2 separate regions of the Mus musculus genome follow, and region 1 is linked to region 2. Evidence: chromatin contacts called from public HiChIP or PLAC-seq data. All regions are on one chromosome and are shown on one strand. Each heading gives the region's core, a stretch centred on a gene start, on an enhancer-like site or on the middle of the called end of the contact. The rest is flanking DNA. Distances are from core to core; before and after follow the strand shown.

Region 1 (3,858 bases), core at 1,080-3,579, 340 kb after region 2:
TTTCATGAGATTCACATAATTTCATTATCCAAAGAGAGTTAATGATTGTATTCCTTTAAAGAGTTGTAGGACTAACCTTGGCTTTAGTGTGCTCTGTTCCAGGAGTCTCTCTTACAGGAGGCTGAGCGTGAATTCCAACAAAGCACTGAACATTTAGGGGAAGCGTCATTTGCTTCTAAGCTTCTATCTAAACTTCTGCCAGTCTCCCTCATTTTCTTCCCTAAATGTATTCTGAGGAGATATTTGCAGGGATTTACAGTGAGTATCAGGAAATGCATGTGGTCTGCATCCGATCATTTTGAAAGTAAGCTTTTAGAGTATGTACCTCTACTTGTGGATAATATCTCAATTTGGGAGTTCAAATCCACTTACTGAAAATTATTTGAAAAGTGACTTCCTCTTGTTCCTGACTTACTGCTTAAATTCATTTACATTTCTCCAGTTTTTTTTTGGTTTTGTTTGAACAAGTTTGGCTTTAACAGCCTAATGGAAATAAAACTTATCAACCCAGGTACAAGTTGGTCATTGCTGGATAATTAATTATTTATAAGCAGGGACCCAGTAAGTTTGGTTTTCTTCTTATATTGAAATTTTGTTTTAAATATTATTTTCCTCAGTTTCTCCTACTCAAAAAATGATACAAATTCCCACCAACTTTGTAAAGAACCACACACTTGATTTTTAATCACATTAAATATCCTTTAAAATGTGCCTGTAAAACAGAGCACATTGTTATTTATAGTCAGTGTGCCCATATTTAGATCTCAAACCATATTAAATTAGTATGACTGTTTCAAGTAACGATTCAGTGTGTGTGTGTGTGGGGGGGGGGGGTTAGTGCACAGTGATATTAGACTGATCAAATCAGTCTAATTAGTCTTAAAATTCAAACTGTTTACAAAAGAGGAGTGTATTGCTAACTCTTCTGGGAGACAAAATCTAATAACTTAAAAGAACAAGTTTCTAGTCAGTGTTCATGGTTGGGCTGAAAACCAAAAGACAGCAAAATATGAAACTGCCCCTTCACCTCATCTTTGGCATCCTTTAATGTCAGTGTCACTTGCTGTGATTTGTGCTTGGCCAGAGAAGGCACTGTCCTTTCCCCTCAGCCCATCAGGCAAGCACTGACACTCTGGGCACACTATACAATGAAAGTACATCAGTAAGCCCATTTCCCCTTCATTTCTGCATCCTGAGCAGAAGAGATGGACTACTTAAAATTCAAGTGTCAGGAAAGTCCATTGTAAAAGGGAAATATTTTCAAGCGAATTCCGTTTGATCTTTTTTTTTTTTTTCTTTAAATAAGGGGCTCCTTCTGCCTCTCTCCCTTCCTTTCCAGACCTTGGAAACCAATTAGTCTCAGCACAGAGGCTACAGGCCAGGTTGAAACGGCTCCTTTTTAATTTTAGGGGATATAATTTCAGCCAGGACGTCTAGTCAGTTGTCATGTAGTATACAAAGCACAGGTTTCACTCTCGTGCACATACATTGGTGTTCCCTTCGGAGAATGCAGATTTTCTTTTCTTTTCTTCTTTCTTCTTCTTCTTCTTTTTTTTTTTTTTTTTTTTTTTTTTTTTTTGAATCTGACTCCTAGAAAGGAATTAGATCTGGTCGCCGTCCAAATCCTTCGGCTCTGACAGTGGCATAACATCACAGGGCCACCTCATCTTTCAGACAGCCGTGCCAACCAAGTTTTCTAAAAAGCCGTCTGTCCCACCATTTCAGCGGCTTTTCCTATCCTTACCCCGCCCTCCTTTTGCATACAAATCCTAGTGTTCCGCTCCCCTTCCCCGCCAGGTTTCCAAAGTAGCAGAGAAAATTGGAGTAACTTCGATTTATTTATTTATTTATTTATTTGAAGAGCGTGTCTTTGGGAAAGGGAGAATGTGATTCAAAGGGGCGCGGGGGTGTGGGTGCGGAAACAATTAAAGCCTTTGCCTGACTTCACCTTCTTATCCTGAACCTGTCTTAATTCTTGAAGGTGAAAAAACACCAGCTGGGTTGGCCTTTTCTTTCTCAGGAACAACATTACAGAGCCAAAGTGGGGTGTGTGTGCCTCTGGCTCTATGAGAGGGTTTAGGAGAGGGAAGCCTTGATACCCCATAGGAAAGTCTCAGTTCAGCAGTGTGGAGGGACCCTGGGGTCGCCCCTCTTGTGAGATCTTAGTGCCCCAGTCGCTCCTCCTGCCCCTGCAGCGAGTTCTGCGCTTTGGAGCTGTGCCAGGACCTCTGACAGAGCCTGGCAGGTTCATGAGTGGGGGGCGGGGGCTTGGTGTTCTCTTTGCAGAAGACGACCATCTGGGGGGCTCCCTTATTTTCCTGGCGCTCAGTGGCCCGCCCCCATCTCCCCGACCCCTATCATTTTAACGCTGATCACACACGATGGTGAACTTGCAGCTCAGCTTCCTGCCGCCTGCTTGACCCAGGGAGCACCAGCAGCCTGCGGGCCTCGCCCTCCGCTCTCCCTCCTCTCCTGGAAACCCCGCGGCCTCGGGGCGTGGGTGGGGGGTTCGAGTGGGCCGGAACTACGGCAGGGGCGTGCAGGGCGCGGGGTCCCAGCGGGGAGCTCACAGCAAGCGGCGCCTGGGCGGCCCTGCTTCCTGGAGCTGTGCTCCTTTGACCCCAGTGGCAGTCCCTGTCACTGCACCGCTCGCGCTCCCTTCGCTCGCCGCGCCCTCGCTGCCTCTCCTCGCCCCCTCGCTCCTTCTCTTCCCAGATCGAGGCTGCTCCGGTCCTCTCCACCTCCCCACGCAGCGACCCCGCGTCCCGCTCGCACCGCGCCCCTGTGCTGCCCTCCCAGGCCCTGGATCGGCGGCGGGGACCTCCGGGGTCGAAGGTTCTGGCCCGCCCGCGCCCCTCGCCCCTGCCGCCCCCAGCGCTGCTCCAAGCCGGCTCGGGTTGCTTGGCGATGGCTCGCCCGCACACCGGGCGCTGAAGGCATCCCGGGGACCCGGAGCGCAGCCCGGGAAAGGTAATCCGCCCGGGGAAGGGAGGCGGAGGGCGGGGGAGGGGGGAGGAGGCGGCCGGTGCCGGGCGCGAGAGGAAGGGGAAAAAAAAATGCACACACAAAGCGGAGCCCGGGTGAGAGGTGCCTTGTCAGAGGCGCGTGCGAGGGCGCGGGGGCTGCGGAGCGCGGCGGCCCCGCCGACCCTGAGGTTGGCCGACTGAACACTCGAGGACCCGGGGAGAGCAGATTTGTCTCCCCCGAAGCCCCCAACAAGCGAGAGCGAATTTCTTTACGTAGCTGTCCTTCTTCCCACTCCCCATCTCGCCCCCTGTTCTCCCTTCCCCCCAGCCCTCGGCCACGGACCTCTCGGGGTCCCCACCTCCCTGCCCCCTCCTCCGCCGGGTTTCTCAGGAAGGTGGTGGCGGCAGGGGGAGGGGGTTGTCCGCGAAAGCCTGCGGCAAAGCCCCGGGGCAAGGGATGGGGGTGGGGCCCGGGAGTCCGAGATCTGTTTACTAGAAAGTCCCAGGGTCGTGCGCCGCAGCTGCCCCGGCCTAGGCCCGGGTGCATTGTGTTGGCCCGAGCCCTGTGCGCCCGCGGCGGCCCGGGGCCAGGTGCAGTGGCCGGACGGCTCGGTGCAGCTTTGTGCTCCGGCCGCCCGCGCGCGCAGCGCTCCAGCGCGGAGCTCTCCGCCAGCCCCCGCGCCCGGACCTTACTCTCCGGTCTCGGCGATTGCTGCCTGCCGAGCGAGAGGGCTGGGAGGCGGGGTACGGCAGCGTGGAAAAGTAACCGTAGCCGCCCAGTTTCTTTTCTACCTAAGCAGTAGTTGTGTGGATCTCCCCCTTTACCCCCCAACCCTATTTACATTTACATGTGGCAAGATTCTCTTTTAAAATCTTTTGAATTTCGGGCTTT
Region 2 (3,755 bases), core at 629-3,128:
CAATGGAGGAGCTAGAGAAAGTACCCAAGGAGCTAAAGGGATCTGCAGCCCTATAGGTGGATCAACATTATGAACTAACCAGTACCCCGGAGCTCTTGACTCTAGCTGCATATGTATCAAAGGATGGCCTAGTCGGCCATCACTGGAAAGAGAGGCCCATTGGACACACAAACTTTATATGCCCCAGAACAGGGGAACGCCAGGGCCAAAAAAGGGGAGTGGGCGGGTAGGGGAGTGGGGGTGGGTGGGTATGGGGGACTTTTGGTATAGCATTGGAAATGTAAATGAGCTAAATACCTAATAAAAAATGGAAAGAAAAAAAAAAGAAAGAAAATCTCTGTCCCTTGTGCATGCTTCCATGCTGAACTCGCCAACAGGCCTGAGTCCTGACTCACAGGGGAGGGGACCCAGTTGTCTTCTGGACACCATTTTCACTAGTTCCTTGAACCATGTCTGAGCAGATCGCCTTCTTTAGTCATTTAAATGCTTTTTTTTTCAATTTATTTTTTGTTTTCATGAAAAGTCATGGGTTTGGCTCCAGACTTTCCATACTTTCATCTGTTACTCTTGTTTGCCCCTCCCTTATTGCCCTTTTAATGCTCTTCTGCTCTAGTCTAACCACCTTGTTCCCACCTCCTTGGCTTCCATGTCCCATGTCCTTCACTTATGTTCCATGTCCCATGTCCTCTCTTATGTTCTTCCTTCTCGGCTGGTAGTGTGTCTTTGCTGGGAAAACTCTATGTTAGAAGTCACCGTGCAGTTTCTCTGGAGTCCTTCAGTCTGTATATATAGAGGACCTAGCAAGGGCGGCTTGAGGTGACTTAAGGAAGGACATCCGTGGAGCACACTCTGAGGACATAAATCCACAAGAGATCCTTCTTTCTTTTCTAATGAGATTATAATTTAATTACGTCATTACCCCCTTCCCTTTCCTTCATTCAGGCTCTCCCAAATGTCCCTCCTTACTCTCCTTCAAACCCAGGGCCTCTTTCTGTTTTCACTATCACAAGAGCATATGTATGTACATGGATGTCCCTAAGTATAACTTGCTTGATCCATATGCTACTTGTATGTATGATTTCAGGGCTAAAGGATGAGCCGTTTTCATCACTGGGCTCTGTGGGGAGATGGGTGGCAAAGCCTGTTAGGATCTGGGTGAGCCTGGGCACTGGTCCCATCCCTGCTGATGGGAGGCAAACTCAGAGCACAGACTTTGGGAATGGCCTTCTCATTTTCTCAACATTGCAGAGATTGTCCCTTTGTGACTTCTGAGCCCTGTGTGGCCCTTCCTCCCTAACCACTCACCCTGTCACATCAGCATCTTACTCTCCCTCCAGTGAGTCAGGTGAATTCTCCATTTGCTCCTTTGCTTGTTTGCCTTTGGTTCTGACTAGAGTGTTCTGCCTCGTCTAGGGGATTTCTTCCCAGGCCTCTGTTTTAGTGTAGCTTCTGAGAGGTCTCAGAATACAGCAGATCCCATGGCAGTGACTCTCCCTGCCGTATGCTGTGTTCTTCCATGGGGGTGGGGGAGCACTAGCTGTGGCCACTCATGTCCTTGTCTATTATCTTTCTTCTTACCAACACAATGTGAGCATCATTGTCCTGTTTATTGCTGTACCCCACACAAAGAATTCTATACCTCGCATACAGTAGAAGCTAGATAAATATTGATTAAAGGAATGTGTAACTAATGGAGATGCAGCTGATAAATTAGCAATTTGGTTAGTTAATTATTTAAACAAGATAATTTTTTAAAGGCTCCTTAAAAACTGACTTGACTACATTTGACTTACCAGGAATATCAAAGGCTGGTGAATTAATTGCAAGTAGGGTGAGGGTGACAGGGCTGTGCTTTCTATTTCCAACACAAGATGGCACTGGTGTATTTTCAACCACTGGGAATAGGTGGCGTGGGAAGCTGCCTGTGCTCAGGAGGCCTTGGCTACACTCCAATCTTATATCCATAAGCAGCGCTGGCCCTGGCCCCTGATAAGTGCACAGCCACATGTGTTAGCAGCAGAGTTGCCCTGGAAGACTCTGCTCATTTCATAATGCTCGCAGTTACATCAAATTATCACCACCACTCAAGTGCCTACAGTATTCCCCAGAGAAGGAACACTATTTACCCAGTAGCTTGCTGGGCCTGAGGTACACTTGCTGCTTTGCCTGTGTGTTTATCCCACCCTTGGCAAAACAGTCTTTATAATGCTGCTTCCAAGTCCCACTCAAAGCAAGGCTTTTCTAACAGCAACCTGGAGCTTAGAATCCGTGGGTCTGAACAGTGTGCGCTACCTCACCCATCTGTGTCTTAAGCATCTAAACTATCACTATTATATTCTAGAGTTTCCATGTAATTTTCTCAATTAAAAAGCACGTGTGCAGCTGTGCTTTAAGTCACTTTAGATTCCTCTGCTGAGAATAAGATTTTTTAACATCTATAACACATGCCACTCAGTCATCTGGACTATACTGCTTCTGGCAGAACTATGACCTACTTTACCCTGGTATTAGGAGTGTCATTTCATGTTCATTATGAATTGTTGAAATTGTTTAATGGTCTTAATATAACTTTTCAATATAATATATGGATCCGCTTTTCAAAACCAAAATAGCAAAAATGCATGTTGTTTATTATATGATTGAGGAATTTTATTTGTAGGCCTCTACTAAAAGATCTAAATTGTGTACTAGTGAGGAATGGCTTTCCAAATCTAGACACCCCTGTGAAAATGTGATTTACAGAAGCACCAGTATCCTGTAGGCTGTGGTCAGGCTGCACATGGAGACCCCGTGAACACACATCAGCATTCTTAGCCTTGACCTTGCTCCCGCATCTTAACAGAGATTCTCATGCAAGAGCCCACCTCCGCATGGAAGCCTGTCGCAGGACGCTCAAGTATGCTTGGCAGGACCCTTCGTACAACCTTGCTGCTGATGGCAGTCTTCCAAAGAAAGCAGAGAAAGAGCTCTTTGAAAATGTGCAGCCCCCAAAGAAACACAGGTAAAATGTGCAAGGGATTTCTGTTGGTGGAGTCTGTCTGGCCTTGGACTCCCTCATGCTGGTACAAGTACATTCCTTAACATTTTTACTTTGATTTGCTACTGTGTGTGCCAGCATGTACATTTTTGTCTTGTGATACTGATCAAAGCATCTGGGACTAGAGGGAAGGGGAGGCTCTTTACCCTTCAGCTCATCCTGAGCAGGGTCTTGGTATGTGATGTGATACACTCTTTCTACCAAACAGTAGTTTCATCCACCTGTGAGTCCTGAGAACTTGGAACAGAATTCAAAGCTTTATATTCATTGAATGCATGTGTGGATAAATGCCTGAACACTATAGTAAGGTGCCTCCAATTCCCTTAAGAATCTAAGAAAATACAATTTTTCCTTTTAAGCATTTTTTTTTCTGTTCCTGACCCAGTGAAATGTTAGGGATATAACATGTGTTGTAATTTTTCATCTTTAGAATTTTGCTTAACATTATAGTGGTTACTAGCATACGTGAGTTAAACCATTCCACACATTTAGCAGTTAGCATTTGAGCATGCACAGAACAGGGGCTTTAATGAAGCAACTTAGATTAAAATGTCAGTGTAGACTGATATTTATACTGTGTCACATATCTGCTTAATATTTTAATGTCCTTAAGGAAGAGATTTACTTAAATGAACTTCCTGGTATATCCTTATTCTCTTATGATAATTCTTTACTAGAAACTTTGGAGCCCAGAACCCAGAAGTGACAGAAGGAAAAA

Evidence for each region. HiChIP or PLAC-seq counts read pairs in DNA pulled down with a chosen protein or histone mark.
Region 1: an H3K4me3 HiChIP or PLAC-seq map of embryonic limb bud shows a contact between it and region 2, with 4 times the contacts expected there. The contact joins the promoter of Mpped2 here to the enhancer-like site in region 2. A contact is called at or near these places in 6 of 39 promoter capture datasets (cranial neural crest, embryonic stem cells, frontonasal cranial neural crest and 3 more), 22 of 484 Hi-C or Micro-C datasets (cerebellar granule neurons, cerebellum, cerebral cortex and 12 more) and 13 of 115 datasets of contacts at active chromatin or transcription factors (astrocytes, craniofacial prominence, embryonic basal ganglia and 8 more).

What each region holds. Positions count from the first base shown.
Region 1 is chr2:106,690,852-106,694,709 of GRCm38.p6, forward strand. It overlaps Mpped2 (metallophosphoesterase domain containing 2), which reads left to right and starts at 2,330. Exons shown (of 7, transcript NM_001143683.2): 1 at 2,330-2,970.
Region 2 is chr2:106,354,188-106,357,942 of GRCm38.p6, forward strand. It overlaps Dcdc5 (doublecortin domain containing 5), which reads left to right. Exons shown (of 24, transcript NM_177844.2): 12 at 2,843-3,001. Among named protein-coding and RNA genes, the nearest start is that of Gm36036, 54 kb to the right of the region's middle. Within about 2 kb of position 1,879, at least 17 of the 459 cell types and tissues checked have an H3K27ac peak or open chromatin away from gene starts, as enhancers often do. A contact at or near this core is called in embryonic limb bud, where this site is marked.